5 separate regions of the Mus musculus genome follow, and all the other regions are linked to region 1. The links are chromatin contacts, called in public HiChIP or PLAC-seq, capture Hi-C and promoter capture Hi-C maps. All regions are on one chromosome and are shown on one strand. The core of a region is the stretch at or near the end of the contact, and the rest is flanking DNA. Distances in the headings are between cores, read along the strand shown. Region 1 holds the start of Tex48 (testis expressed 48). Region 2 overlaps 8030451A03Rik (a long non-coding RNA gene). Region 3 holds the start of Tnc (tenascin C). Region 4 has its middle 38 kb from the start of Tnfsf8. Region 5 holds the start of Orm2 (orosomucoid 2).

Region 1 (2,801 bases), core at 142-2,641:
CAGTTTATCATTACATTTGAGACAAGGTCTCTACTGGCCTGGAGCACACCAATTAGGCTAGACTAATCAGCCAGCAAGCTCTTTCTTCACTTCCAGTACTGGGATTAAAAAATGCACAACCACACCCAGAATTCTTTTCAAAGTAAATCGACTTACTTTGGGTTAAAAAGTTCCAATACTAAGGGTTTTTTTCTAGGCAACAAATGACTGTTGAGGGAGAATTAGCCTCCCCTAGAGAAGAGCCCTTAACTGTTTATCCAACGCAAGATGGTCAGCCCTAAAACCATATGTACACAAACAGCAAAAAAAGAATAGACTCAGCATATAGTATGTATATATTTGTGCATGCCTACACATATAGCAACATATTGCATAAGTCCTAGGAATTGAACCCAGATCCTCATGCATGCACAGCAGGCATTTTATCAACTGAGCCATCTTACCAGCCCCAACTTAATACATCCTGATTACACAAAGAAATCACCAGGAAAGCTTTGAAACCATACTGGTACCCAGTGTCTAGAGTCCCTGAGATTCTGACTTGTTTAGGAATGGACCCCAGACAGTCCAAGTTTCAACAACAGTACAAGGGAAGATGATTGGCAGCCAGACCCGAGACTCTTCAGTGCTCCTATGAAGAAGCAGTGAGTGCTACTTGCCACTGGTACTTTTAAAGTTGCTTAACCCCCATCACCCACCAGCACATAAGTCCAGCACTGACTTCCATTTGTTTCCATCTTCTGTTATACCATGACCTCTACATGCATCCAAAGACAATGCTGATAGAGGGGTTTCACCTAACGTGACTCCCCCAAATAGCACCAAGATGTTCCAAGTGGGGAACTGAAAGCCCACCCCATAGGGTGAGGAAATTTCTAGGAATCCATCAGGAATCAATTCCTCTTTTTCTGGAAGATGGGTTGGGAAGAAATGTCACTTGTTTTTACACATTGCCACCACTCCCCTTCTGTGGAGTTGTTACTACAGCATCCAGGCACCTGCCCAGTGCTTACAACTCTGATGTCATTTCATCCTGGAAATACATGGAGGACACATAACTATTATTCCTATTTTACAGAAGGACAGCTGAGGCATAAAGTCCATCTCCCTGAGGTTAATAGCCAGATACATTAGGAGACAGACCCTGCCCCATGCTTTCTCGTGTAGTGCTGTAGCGCCCCCTTCTGGCCTGACACCCTCAAAGTATTCCACACAGACAGAAGAACTTGGATTTCTGTTGCTCTGAGGGACAGCAATGGTGGACAGCTTGGCATCACACACAGAAAGATGGATCATGATAGGAAGGGTCAGCAGGTCACAATAGCCTCTTTCCTCCCCGCCTTATGGTCTAGTCCAAAAGCCGGGTCACTAACGTTCTCTGTGACATCACAGCCTCCTTTCCTCTCTGCCAGCAACAAGTAAGTGGGGCTCAAAGGTAAGGCCTAAGGGTGGGAGGGGTGACATTCCCTGCACCAAAGGGATGGCAGTGTCCCCACACTGGTGGAGACCTATTCATTTGCTACCAGCATCAGACACAATCCTTCCTTGGCCTCTACCCTCAGTTTCTCTCTGCCTACCACATCCCCACAACAGTGATGAATGACCCTAAGTGACTCCTCCAGCTCTAGAATCCTGCCTGCTTCACCTTAGTGACCTTGCTTCACCTGGTCAGCATGTTCTGAAGTCTCCGGAGACCTGAAACTTAAATAGGACAGGACAAACCAAGAGCCTCTTCTTTGACTCTTGTCCCCATCTAGAGATGGGTCATAGTACTGCATGAAAGTCTCCGCCCTCCTCCACTTCAACACCAGCATCTCTTACATTCTGAGGCTTCACAGCATGCCAGAAAGCTGTGCAGGCCACTTTCCATTGCTCTGAGTCTTCACATGCCACTTTGCTTTGCTTTGCTTTGCTTTGCTTTGCTTTGCTTTGCTTTGCTTTGCTTTGCTTTGCTTTGCTTTGGGATTTCCAGGTTACAGATCAAAGAGCTGAGGTTTTAAGACGCTATATATTATTTTTCTATGAAATAATCATAAAGAGTTATACCCCAAGGGATTAGGGATGTAGCTCTGTTGGTAGAAGGCTTGCTTGGCCTGTATGAAGACCCAGGCTCCATCCCCAGTACCACATAAACTAGGGATGGTGGCCTCCACCTTTAATGCAAGCACTTGGGTGGTAGAAGTAGGAGGTTCAGAAATTTGGGGTCATTCTTGCAATATGGAGTCCAAGGCCAGCCTGAGCTACATAAGACCCTGCCTCAGAAAAATATTTACTTTCCAGATAATGCTCTTGTGAGTTGCCGGTTTCCCTAAAAGATTTCCCAATTCTGGAGAGTAGGCAATTTACAACTGCCTATCATCAGGATTTCCAGGTAAAGATATGAAGAGCACAGCAGCCTTCATAGAACCCCATTCCAAGTTCCTGAAGCACAGCCAGTGGCTGTGATCTCCAAGGCCTATAGCTAAAAGGGACAAGGGCACAATGCAGTGTACGTTTAAGGGAGAGGGAGTTTGAGTACTTGTGTTTTCTTGTATGTGCATAAGCTATTTGGAGGAAAGGTTCCTGTTTGACATGTGGCACAGAAATGGAGTTTGTTTCCAGTTAAATGGAGAGCTGTGTTTTCACCACAGATAGAAGAGAGCTTTATAGCCAGTGCATAAGGGTCTGGGGAGGCACTAAGGCTACCTACCAACTGCTAGGATTCCAGAGACAAGAGGCACTTGGGCATCTAGGACCTTCTAGTATGAGATGACAACAGTGTGCAACTCTTCCATCATATTGGCCAGTAGCACTTTCATTAA
Region 2 (2,801 bases), core at 78-2,577, 460 kb before region 1:
TCAAGATGGCGGCTTTGGCATTGGGGTCATACTTGACAAATGAGTCCAGTTTCCTTTGTAGTTCCCACCATAAAATGATAAAATAAAATGAAAAACAGATTGGCAGTGATAACCAAAAAAAAAAAAAAAAAAAGAAAAGAAAAATGGGTTGTTTAGTTTTGGAACATCAACTTTTACCATCTTCTTTTATTATCTAACTCCTCTTTGTCCTTTAAGACATGGGTCATTCCTTACATTCATCCTTAAACCTCACTCTGATCATAAAAGTAAGATTCCCTTCAGCCACATCAATAAAGCAAATGACATTTATTTTCTATAAATGGCTCATTACATTATGCCCATACTTCCTAAATTCTGGCATATGCTCTGTTGAGATATTTGATTTTCAAAGATATATGGTAGCTATTCAATTAGATCTGTATTTGTGTACATTTTAAGCTTTAAAATGGGGGTGAATGTAAACATCCATCATGTAGAATTTCAGCCACAGATCTTCTGGATCTAGCATGTATTTCATTCTGTTGGATATCTTCACACCCAAGACACTCCATAAGAATAATTTGTAGTTGAATAACACTGGCAATTTTCTAAAATAATTTCACCAAAAGTCACCTGCTATCTCCCATTCTTCACCTTGGCATTGAATTTGAACTAGACATTTGCCTTGCTTGGCTTCTGTGAAGGCCTTTTGCATATCTGAACTGTCCTTATCCCAGTAAGCCCTCTCCTACCCAAGAGCTGGGACATCCAGGAAGCCAATGCATATTTCATTGTATGAAAGGATCTAAGAGAGCCAGACCTGGGTTTAAAGCCCAACCATACAGATGTTGAATGAAGAAAGAAGGGGCGCATAGTCTCTGAAGAATGGAAACTGAAATAGTACCTACTTTATAGGACCATGAAGGTTGGTCAAACCAACACACACAACATGCATAGCACATTAGCTGCCATGTTCACAAAGAAAAATACAAAAACAGAAAACAAACAAACAAAGCCATGAGCTGTCACTATAAAGCTAATCAAGAAAGAAGCAAATTGGTTGATCCCTCCATCAAAGCCCGTACTCACTGTGAAATTTCGCAAAGTATAAACAGTGTTTTGGCAACCCAGAATAGAAATGAGGGATTATAAAAGGCATAATGTGGATGAAAATTAGGTAAGTCAAAATTCAAATCTGAAAGTCAGTTTGTTACCTCGTGGAACATGTCTCTGTTGGATAATCAAGTAACTCCATTTGGAGAAATAATTGTCCCACAGACTGGAACCAAAAGTGACTCACAGGAAATGGGGGCGGACTCTACATTGCCGTCAAGAGCACTTCCTGGTCACACTATGAGGTTTTCCCTGGGATGAGCTCACAGGAGGACTAAGAATTTGCTGCCTACCACAGACAAGCTGAACAGCTGCAGTTCATTTTCAATTCCTGTCAAGGAAGTTGGATGAAAGAACTGGGGTAGGAATTTAGGATGTGACATTGAGAGATGCCGTGTTCACTAGGGGGCCATGGAAACCAATTTGGTACAGATTCATTCTTGATTCCCAGGATGAAACATGAGGTAGGAATTCCTCGCTATGAAGACAGAGATAAGCCAATCCAGAAAAGCATTCCTTCTCTTTCAATTTGGAGCTGGTGATGAGACACCTGGGCTGTGTCTGACATATGACTGGGTTCTTGCTATCTCCAGCTAACTTTCCAGGTACGTTTTTATAAGTGTGTCTGCCTTCTCTGGTCTTTACTTGGTACCAGTTCTAACAGGAATGAATTTGGGCTACTCTCAGGCTCACTCAGGACTTAAATGCATCGTCATAAAGAAAAATAAGTGACTACTATTAGGGCTTTAAGGAATCCAATGAATGATATTCCTTTCTCCTTCTACCCTCAAAGTTAGAATATACTATGAAAGTTGAAATTAGAGTTACATTTAAACAAAAATAAGTAAATTGTCAGTATCATTAGAAAAAAAATTTTTTTGTAAAATCATGACTTTATAGTGCTGCACCTGAAACTAGTGTATAAAAACACCTTGCAACAGAGTATCCTTTCCAATCTATATCTCTATTCCAACCACATGGAAGGAAGCAGATCAGAACCCAGCTTCTCCTAAAGCTGATTCAGAAAAGAGAGGTGGGCCAGCTAGACAATGCTTATACAGCTTAAGTCAGACCAGAACCAACTGGTAATGCTCAGATGGCTGAGTCTGTCCAGAGTGTCCTATTCAGTAAGCCTGGGTTGGGTCTCAAAGTCTGCATTTCTAATCCATAGGCTGGTTATAGCAACTCTGACGACCCTAGAAACATGAAAGACTTCTTCACAGCTAATCAAACAGCTCAGTAACTTCCCTGCTAACTAAATCACTCCTTTCATGTTGGGGGCTAGGGTAAGGGTGGGAGCACAGAAAAAGATCAAAAAGCTCCAAAACCTGGAGGGACTTAGAAGGGACATCTAGCCTACATCCCTTCAAGAAGAGTGAGAGATGGGTGTACACGCCCAGCCGCCAGCAGCTATAACATTTTTCATGGGACTTGCTTAGTCATAAATTACTTACTGATTTATTGGAGAAAATCTTTTTTAAAAGGATTTTAATTGTGCTTCACTGTCTCAACTGTAGCAATACAAGCAATAGTTTCCAAAAATAGGCATTTAGTCCTTCCAATTAAAACAAAGCTTGCTCGTTTTCAATATTTCTGCCTATGATAAAAAGAATAAGGGAACCATGGAGATCAGTCTTAGCTTTATGATACAAGCAATATCACCATGGGACTTACACATGAGATCCTGTTTTAAGTGAATCTCAACAGTT
Region 3 (2,801 bases), core at 178-2,677, 420 kb before region 1:
AGTCGTTTTACGACATGACTATTTATGGCTGTTCCTGATGTCTGAGCGGTGTGTGTGTGTGTGTGTGTGGGGGGGGGGGGGATAGGGAACACTTAAGCAGGCAGTCTTCGAGTCCTGGAATCGGTGCCACCCTAGGGATAGCCTAATTTTGTCTTGCTTTATTCTCCCAGGGAGATTGAAACTAAATGTTATGAGAAAGGCTGAAGGATGGTATCAATCAGTAAGTGGATGGTTGAAATTTCCGATAATAGTTGTTAATTAAAACATCAGAAGTCTCTTCTAAATTACAGAACAAAGAGATGCATTTTCCACAGTCCAGCAAAGCAGCTGTGTCTGTTGTCATGGGTGACAGTTTCCTACTTAAGCATCACTCACTGTTTCTGGTCACCAATGTGTCATGGAGCCATGAATTCTAAGTGCTTCCCAGGCACAATTCCTTGATGGCATTAAACTGCTTCTCTAAATTGCAGGGTATAAGCACTGTCCCAAACAAGCCCAGAAGTACCGTGAGCTGAGCTTGGCCCCAGGTGCCTTGGGGATACTTTAACATGCTAAATGAGGACTTCAACCTAAATAGTGTTACCTTTTGAAATATATTAGTGCTTCTCTAAGAAAAAAAAAAAAAAGTCTTCACTCAGCACCTAGGTACACTGAGAGCTCAGGAGTACACCCTGAGCTAAGTACTACACCCTACTTAGTAGACCCTACTAAGTAGAAAGCACTTAGTATGTGGCATAAACAATGTCAAAAAGTGACTCCTGAGGGGACATTGGGATCTGGATAAAGATTCCTCCAGGCAGCTGGGCACCGCTGGGTCCTGCTTCAGAAAAGCTCACTTTTCTAAGCTCCCAGTATGGTTCCCACCTGCTGAGAACTAATCTTGGGTTATCTCCAAGCTGGCCAAGAGAAACCTGAACTGCCCCGGGCTTGCTCAACTCTCCTCGATCTCCTCTTTCCAGGAACTCAGGTTCAGCCCTCAGGCTTTCTCCGAGGTGCCACCCCGCAGCTGCTGCCCAGAGCCTGAGGGAACCCAGGTCGTGTTTCCAGCTTGCTCTAGTCCAGGAGCAGCGCCAGGATCCAGTTCCCTCATATCCCAGTTCCCAAGGCTTCTGTTTCACAATTAGAATACTCATTTGTGGAGCAATGCAAAAATCACACTTCACTAACAACTACTCTGCGGGGGCGGAGGGAGCTGAAATTCCTACTTTTTTTTTTCTTCACTATAAATTGTATGCAAATGGTCCGTTAGCTGGCGGCGCGCCTGGAGTGAGTGCGTCTTTCATGAGCTAACCCTGTTCCGCTGGGAGGGCTGTGCCTTTAACTCACCAACTGAAAAAAAAAAAAGTGGGAAAGGATGTCTGGAGGCGAGGCGTCCCATTACAGAGGAAGGAGCTCCCTATATAAGCCTGCCAAAGCTGGCTGCTCCGGCCACAGCCTGCCTACTGTCACGCGTCTCTCCCGCGCGCAGACACACACCCTAGCCTCTGGTGGGCACAGACAGTGGCTGGGAAGACGCTAGGGACCGCGCGCTTGGGAACTCGTTGTGGCTTAACCCAGGTACTTCTTCACGGAGCTGGTGCACCCAGAGACTTTGCTTTTCCCGACCTGGAAAAGGTGAGTCTGTTGATCCCATCACCCAGGATCTTTCTGGTGTGCTCCTGGCATTCCCGGTACCCAGTAAGATGTGGGTTTGTAACTATAAAACTTTTGTTTAATTTCCAAGCCCGGTGTGATCAGATGCGGCCCGATTATTCTGTGCTTGCCCTCCTGCGGTCATGTATTTGGTATGGATCTGTCAATAGTCAGAGGAACTCAGGGAACTTTTGGTAAAGTTTTGTCTCTGCCTTTCTTTGGAGGAAATGTCTTACTTTAACTCTTACCCTTTTACCTCGTTGATTCTCACCTGTGGATTTTCCCCTTTTGGAGCGTTAGAGAAGTTGCATTTTAAAGTGGCATTCACTCACAGCACTTGGGTGGGATGAGTACCACGTACCCGTAGTAGGGAGAACACAACCGTGCATCTACACAGTCTCAGCACTTGACAGTTTTCGTTCCCCTCTTGTCCCATTTGATCCTCAGTGTCCACTCTGGGGAAAGATAAGAGCTGGATACCAGAGCTAGGAGATGAGTTCTGGGCACGGATGAAAAGCCCACAGGCTGTAAGATGAAACTGGTGGGCACGTCTGTGGGTTCTTGAAGCAGGGTGCCATCCTCCTGATTCAGAGACCTCAGGTGGGGCATGTGTAGAAGGTTTGGAGGCATCTGAACCCCATATTGCTCCCAAATCGGCCTCCCTCCTGACACTTTATCCCAGAACCCCAGTAACATATTCCCTTCCCTGGTGAACTTTGGAAAGAGCACAGAGATTCCTCTATGCCATCGTTGTGACAGGGGGAATAAGAGGTTGGGGTTTGACCCTAGAAGTGGCTTGGGCATTCCCACTAGTGCCACTACAACATAAATGTGTCAGGAAAATATGTAACTTCTATGGACCTTAGTTTCCACTTCTCTAAAGTGGGGACAGCAGCTCCCCTTATAATGAGGAGCGAATGAGGAACAAAAAAGATCAAATCAGCAACTGGGCAATCTCTGTCATGGCCCAAAGCTGCCAACACCCTGGACGTGAAAAGCGGGGCCTCTTAACCCAGTTTTTCAGTGTGTCTGCTTACCCCCAAAGCCTCTGCCTTCTTATCTTGCCCAATCTGAGACAGCCTGCTAGCCTGGCACGTAGTGTTTTACAAGCAAGGGGTGTGTTGGCACCATTAGGAGAAAAGGTGGCAGCCTCGGGCTTGATGTGAATC
Region 4 (2,801 bases), core at 96-2,595, 280 kb before region 1:
CATGTTAAGTCCCTTGTCTCTCAGCATTGACAAGTTTTTAATAACTCATCCATATTTGTGCTTCCTATCATCTCCTGCCCTTCTCCCTCTATCACCTCTCCAATATACTTTTGTTTTAAATGTGTATACTATAGAACTGAAATCATATGTGTAATGTTTTCATACTGACTCAGATATAAATAATGTTTCCTCATTCTTAATGTCAAAATCCTGTGAATGGAACATTTTTGTAATGTTTAAAAATAAAATCCAAAACATAAACACCTACAGTTTCCTCCCTTGAATTTTCAATGTACAGTAAATTGTTGCTGGTGTGTGTGTGAGTGTGTGTGTGTGTGTGTGTGTGTGTGTGTGTGTGTGTGTGTGTGTAACTATCAGTAGGAAAAAAGGAAAACTATCAAAACAGTTCAAAATTAAACATGACATCAGCAGCTACTAAGTGTAATCTTTCTCCCTCTCCTTCTACCTCTTCCTCTCCCCTTCCCATTCCTCTCTTTCTCGATCCCTGTCTTTGTCTCTCTTTTTGTCTTTCTGTCTGTGTGTGTGTGTGTGTGTGTGTGTGTGTTCATGTGCATGTATGAAGATAACCTTCTTATCCACATTTAAAATGAGACAATGAGGATTTGAAGAGACCAAGTTACAAGCCAGTAAGAAATAAAGAAGAGAGATTCAAACATAGGACTCATGCTTTTTTTTTCTGACAGATGAAATTAAAGAGACTCTATTGAGAAAGGAAAGAAAACAGTACCCAGAATCAACGAATACCCTCTTCTCAGCGAGAGCTCAAGACTCCTTGCCAGGGTGTTATAATCGTGGTATAGAACAGGCATGTCCACATTTCCTATGATTCAGTCCTGCCACGCTACTGTTCTTCACAAAATTAGACCACACTTAAGAAGAGGAAACCATAACAGGCTTGCAATTTCTTTTTCATATAAAACACATGTGCAAGCCCATAGGATGACATAGATTTTTATCATAATTTCAAGTAACAGAAATGTTGAGTGTGCAAACCATGAATTATGAATTCCAGAAACAAAACTTTCTTTGCTGGTTCTAGAGGCTTCTCACATACTGTTTCACAACCTACACACTCCACGCCTCCACTCCCAAGGTGTCTGCTTCCTCTTCCTCCCCTAGCCTAAGCCACGAACCCAACGTTATGCCAAACAGTATGGAGGGCATGCAGAAAAGAGCCTGAGCCCAGAGCGCAGAGCCCTTCCCTGTCCAGGGCACGTTAGAAAAATGCAGACTCTGCTTCTTTGTGGTTCTCTCAGGCTGAGCTGTTGAGCAAGAATGAGGAGAAAAGCAGGCAGGATGTGAGCCCCAGTTTTGTTCTGAGAATTTCTGCTGGGCCACAGATTTCTCTGGCTTGAACCATAGCGGTGGGCAGGGTAGAAAGTGTAACTGTCGAAAGTGTAGCCAGCGCTGTTGGAGAAACCATCCAAGTGAAAGCAGGAAGGGCGTCAGCCTCAGCCAGGAAGACGACCTGGCCCAGGCTAGATCCTGGTGAATGAGCACATCAATAGTCTTCACCCACATCTTATTGGCTCTCTGTGGTAATTATACCATCGTTCTAGGGTAGGCACTTGCCTTAGTGAGTTTCCCCCAAAGCAAACCTCAAACCTCTGAGTCTCAAGCTGACAAAATTTTACAGTCTGTACATACTTGTAGTGACTATGGGGGCTTATGCAGACCTGACTTCTGGGATTCTGGGTCTGCCAGTTGACAGCTACATGAACTTGAGAAAGTAACTACACCTCTTCCTGGCATTCTCTCCTTCAAAATCCTTCCCATAAACCCAGTTTCCACTACATGTTTGCTAATCATTTTTAATTGGATGTTGCCTTATTGCCCCAAATAGAAAAATAAAACCCTACTTATCCCCTGTGCTCCCCAAGTCTTTTGTGAGCGTCTCTGTTTGTGCCCGGTGAACCAGCAATGACTGAGAAGCTTCTCTAAGTCTCCATACCGGACCCTGCCTTAGGTGATCTTAATTGTTCCTCCGCCAACGCTCTGCGCTCCAGTTCATACCATCGTATCCCACCACATGAGACTCCTCGAAAACAGCCTCCATACCACAGACACACAAAAAAGTTCTTTCTGACTCATTTTGGCCAAGACAAACTACACTGTCACCTACACCAACGATGAGACAACACGCGTGAACTTTTAAGAGAGGCGAACTCACTGTGCTCAGCCTGGTACCCTTCATCATCTGAGTTCAGCTTTCTCTTCAGCCATCTTCTCCCAGACCATCTCCTGTCAAACCATTTCTTTAATAAACACACAGTTGTGGCTTAACTGTAGGGCATCTGCCTACACGAATGAAGCCCTAGGTTCAATCCCCACCCACTCTCCCATTCACACCACATGAAGTTATAGCATGCTTTCTTGAGTTGGTATGAAGGGTACCGTGGGTGAACAGGTGGACACAGGGTTATTATAGGGAAAAGCAGACAGATTTTAGGGAAGGCAACTCATGTACATGAACTTCTAGTTAAATGTGACAGCTTAAACATGAGCACTTCCCTTCTTGTTCACCTGAGACATTAAATCCTGTGGGAAAAAATGTCTTAAAGCGAAAGTGAATGGTCATGTTTAATTAGATTATAGAAGATGGGATAAATCGATGTATGGAAAATGGTTGACAATAAAGAAGAGTTAATTTAAAGACCCCAGAGGAATATACTGAACAAATTACTCAACGTATCCAAGGTTCCCAGAGATCTGATGCCACAGAAGGAAGGAACAAGACATGAACATAGGAAAGCTGAAGCCCATAGCTATCTTCTGCCTTC
Region 5 (2,801 bases), core at 156-2,655, 260 kb after region 1:
AAGCACATAGCTATGGACAAGTGCCTGAGGCTCCCTGTGGCTGCCATGTGCTCAGCCTCTGTTGGATGCAGCCTCACTTCTCATTCTTCATAAGTATGGAATGGCTGGGGCCTTGGAAAGGGCCCTTGGTGGTGTGGCATAGTTAACACTTCCCCTTAAACATTAAAACATTGGCTTAGGGACAATTAAAACCTAAGAGTATCTAATCTGGCCCACCAGTATTCAGTTGCCCTCCCCCCATGCTGTCCCTGGTGACCTGGGGATTTGGCTGAAGTCACTGGTTTCCCAAACCATGGGTTTCCCCTCTGAGCTCACAAAAGATCATAAGAATGGTCAAAGCAAGTCTGTCCTGGCAGCTGGACTCCAGTTTGAAATCTACGTCCACTTACAAGCCTCAGAGAGTGACTTCACAGACCTAACTCCCCTGTTCTGCTGCCCCCTTGTACCCTTGCAATACGCTCCCAGAAAGCCGTGAGTTCCAACCCTTACCATACTTGGAGAGGGTCCCATTCTCTCTCTGGATTCCTAGATGAGTGGAGTTATAGACACAGTGGTCATCTCTAGAAAGCAAAGAGACAGAGGACAACTGATGGAGAGGTGATCTGACTAAACTGGGGTGGGGAGTGGGCAAGAGGCAGGTAAACAAGAAAGCTGTCCCCATTCCAGAAGGTGGGTGGGGAGGCCAGGCAGATCCAGTTTGCTCAGGTCTCTAGGCATCTGGGAGTGGAGGCCAGGGCCAGGGTGGGCTGGCTGTTACAAGAACTCACATGGTGTGATACTCTCGAAGCTCCATCGTGTCATTTATCAAGTTGGGGGTAAGGTTAAAAAATACCATCTGCGTCTTTTGAATTTCCTGCCGGTAATCAGGGTTTAGGACAGCCGCACCAATGAAAAACCATTTGTCAGAGAGCTGGGGAGAAGCAGGCACACAGATGAGTAGGGCTTGTAGTATGAACATTGCACTCAGCCGTGCTGTGGGGCAAGCAAGCAATGGCTTCTGAACCATACATGGGAAGACTGAAGCTCAAATGGGCAACTCAAAAATCAGCCATCCTACTGCTCTGTCCCCTGCTGAGAGACCTCAGAGTGATGCTTCTGGGTTTGGAGGCAGGGGGTGCCACCAGGTCTCCAGGAGAGGAAAGGGCAGTACCAGGAGCCCAGAGATGAGCACAGACATCAGGGAAGGGAAAGCCCAGAGGAAAGAGTAGCCTCCTTAAGTGCTCACGTCCAAGTCCTGGGCAGGCACTTACCCAGCTCAGGGTCTCATTGGTGATAGGGTCGCCTATGGTGATGTTGACATGTTCTGGGTTCTGAGCTTCCAACAGCGGCAGGAGGCTCACCATGACAAGAATCATGTGCAGTGCCATGCTTAGGACACTCAGAGGCACCAGGGCTTGGAAGAGATAACTGGTGGATGGAGGGTACAGTGGCTTTTATAATAGATGTGGCGAGGGCATGGGACTGCAGCCAGGGCCTCTAGAGCCCTGGCACATTCTCCCCAGCACTTGGGAAATGTCTTGCGCAAAATGTTCTCTCAAGCCAGCTTTGTGCAGCTCCCTCGGCCAGCCGGCCCTGACACAGACTCCTGCCCTACACCAGAGTGGCTGATTCATGGTCAAGGTGGATACTGGGCTAGCCTGATAATACTTAGATCCCAGTCATGGGTCCCATACCTGTCTTATCCCATGAAGCTGCCTAGCAGGAGTGAGACCTATTCGTTTATCACCCCTCCAAGGGGGCTATGAAGGGGTCCCTGGTCAGGGTTCATAGTGAACTTAGAAGACACTTAGGGGCTCAAGTTAAGGGCCAAGGACAAAGATGGATTAGTTTCCAAAGGAGTGTGATGTTCCTGGGGACCCCTATACAGCCTAGAGGCAGCCGAATGCCCAAAAAAGAGGGGTGAATCTGAGTTGAAAATGTAGTTCAGCAAAGCTCCCAGTATTTACAGCAGGAAAGGATCTGTCTAGAATAGTGTGTGCCCAATCCAGGGTCTGTGCACAGGATCCAGTAAATATCTGGTTCTAGTTCCTGCTTGATAGATATAGCCTGATCTTTGTCTACATAATGAACACTCTCGAAACGTATTGCTAGGGACAGGCCTGGTGACTCTTGCTGAGGCACGGAGTCATTGCTAGGAGTTTGAGATCACAGTGAGCTCTTTCAAAACATCAAAAGCACCAAACATATTAGAACACACTCACAGTTGAGTAATCTACTATTTCTCATGTTTCTGTGTAGTCAGGGTTTTTGTTTTAATGATAAGTAACTTGTCATTCACTTACTGTGTTCTAATTTCATGAGAACCTTCTTTTATCCTGTGGCATTTTGTATTTTATGTTTCCCCTCTTGATAAGTATTAGAGCAACATATTGCCTTTAAAAATTAGTCTACCAACAGAAAAGAAAACAAAACAAGACATGAATCACCTCCAGTATCATGTGTATAAATGTTTCTAATGGCATTATTCAAAGTAGCCACAAACCCCAAGCTCTTAAGTGCCTACCACCAGGAAAATGAGAAATGGGTTGTGACATTTCATGCAAGCATGGTGTTGCTTAGCAACAGAGAGAAATGAACGACTGATAGATTTGACCATACAAATGCAGCTCGACAACATTATTGCCAGCAGATCGCCCAGAGGTGGGGTTGTATGAGCCTGTTTACAGGGCGTTCTAGAGGCTCCAGACTAATTGTAATGATATTAATCAAGTTAGTGACAGTGATCACCTAGGGCAAAAGGAAGGGGCCACAGATGGTCCTGAGAGCCCCCTGCCGTGGAGTGGGCTGTACAGGGCCTAGGA

What was found. Promoter capture Hi-C pulls out the DNA fragments that hold promoters and counts their contacts. HiChIP or PLAC-seq counts read pairs in DNA pulled down with a chosen protein or histone mark. Capture Hi-C pulls out chosen DNA fragments and counts their contacts.
Region 2: a contact with region 1 is called in a promoter capture Hi-C map of trophoblast stem cells, with 2.8 times the contacts expected there. The contact joins the enhancer-like site here to the promoter of Tex48 in region 1. A contact is called at or near these places in 7 of 39 promoter capture datasets (the 3T3-L1 cell line, cranial neural crest, embryonic stem cells and 2 more) and 1 of 484 Hi-C or Micro-C datasets (the 3T3-L1 cell line).
Region 3: a capture Hi-C map of embryonic stem cells shows a contact between it and region 1, with 2.5 times the contacts expected there. The contact joins the promoter of Tnc here to the promoter of Tex48 in region 1. A contact is called at or near these places in 1 of 39 promoter capture datasets (stem cell-derived epiblast-like cells), 1 of 484 Hi-C or Micro-C datasets (nephron progenitors) and 2 of 9 other capture datasets (embryonic stem cells and liver).
Region 4: a contact with region 1 is called in a BATF HiChIP or PLAC-seq map of CD8 T cells, with 15 read pairs. The contact joins the enhancer-like site here to the promoter of Tex48 in region 1. A contact is called at or near these places in 7 of 39 promoter capture datasets (the C10 cell line, the HPC-7 cell line, HPC-7-derived erythroid cells and 3 more), 1 of 15 datasets of contacts at CTCF or cohesin (the NIH/3T3 cell line), 2 of 484 Hi-C or Micro-C datasets (LSK cells and nephron progenitors), 4 of 115 datasets of contacts at active chromatin or transcription factors (CD8 T cells, astrocytes, effector CD8 T cells and 1 more) and 3 of 9 other capture datasets (adipose tissue, liver and macrophages).
Region 5: a contact with region 1 is called in a promoter capture Hi-C map of embryonic stem cells, with 2.0 times the contacts expected there. The contact joins the promoter of Orm2 here to the promoter of Tex48 in region 1. A contact is called at or near these places in 13 of 39 promoter capture datasets (the 3T3-L1 cell line, the HPC-7 cell line, HPC-7-derived erythroid cells and 6 more), 2 of 15 datasets of contacts at CTCF or cohesin (embryonic stem cells and large pre-B cells), 3 of 484 Hi-C or Micro-C datasets (embryonic stem cells and myocytes), 1 of 115 datasets of contacts at active chromatin or transcription factors (large pre-B cells) and 3 of 9 other capture datasets (adipose tissue, embryonic stem cells and liver).

Annotation. Positions count from the first base shown.
Region 1 is chr4:63,621,023-63,623,823 of GRCm38.p6, reverse strand. Tex48 (testis expressed 48) reads left to right here and starts at 1,391. Exons shown (of 5, transcript NM_029324.3): 1 at 1,391-1,418.
Region 2 is chr4:64,082,642-64,085,442 of GRCm38.p6, reverse strand. The region is part of intron 5 of 8030451A03Rik (a long non-coding RNA gene); the gene reads right to left. Among named protein-coding and RNA genes, the nearest start is that of Tnc, 37 kb to the right of the region's middle. Within about 2 kb of position 1,327, at least 25 of the 459 cell types and tissues checked have an H3K27ac peak or open chromatin away from gene starts, as enhancers often do. A contact at or near this core is called in trophoblast stem cells, where this site is marked.
Region 3 is chr4:64,045,562-64,048,362 of GRCm38.p6, reverse strand. It overlaps Tnc (tenascin C), which reads left to right and starts at 1,427. Exons shown (of 27, transcript NM_001369211.1): 1 at 1,427-1,614. All of the region lies in intron 4 of 8030451A03Rik (a long non-coding RNA gene), which reads right to left.
Region 4 is chr4:63,897,790-63,900,590 of GRCm38.p6, reverse strand. No RefSeq gene overlaps it. Among named protein-coding and RNA genes, the nearest start is that of Tnfsf8, 38 kb to the right of the region's middle. Within about 2 kb of position 1,345, at least 52 of the 459 cell types and tissues checked have an H3K27ac peak or open chromatin away from gene starts, as enhancers often do. A contact at or near this core is called in CD8 T cells, LSK cells and effector CD8 T cells, where this site is marked.
Region 5 is chr4:63,361,053-63,363,853 of GRCm38.p6, reverse strand. Orm2 (orosomucoid 2) reads right to left here and starts at 1,405. Exons shown (of 6, transcript NM_011016.2): 1 at 1,251-1,405; 2 at 768-910; 3 at 490-560. The coding sequence starts at 1,367.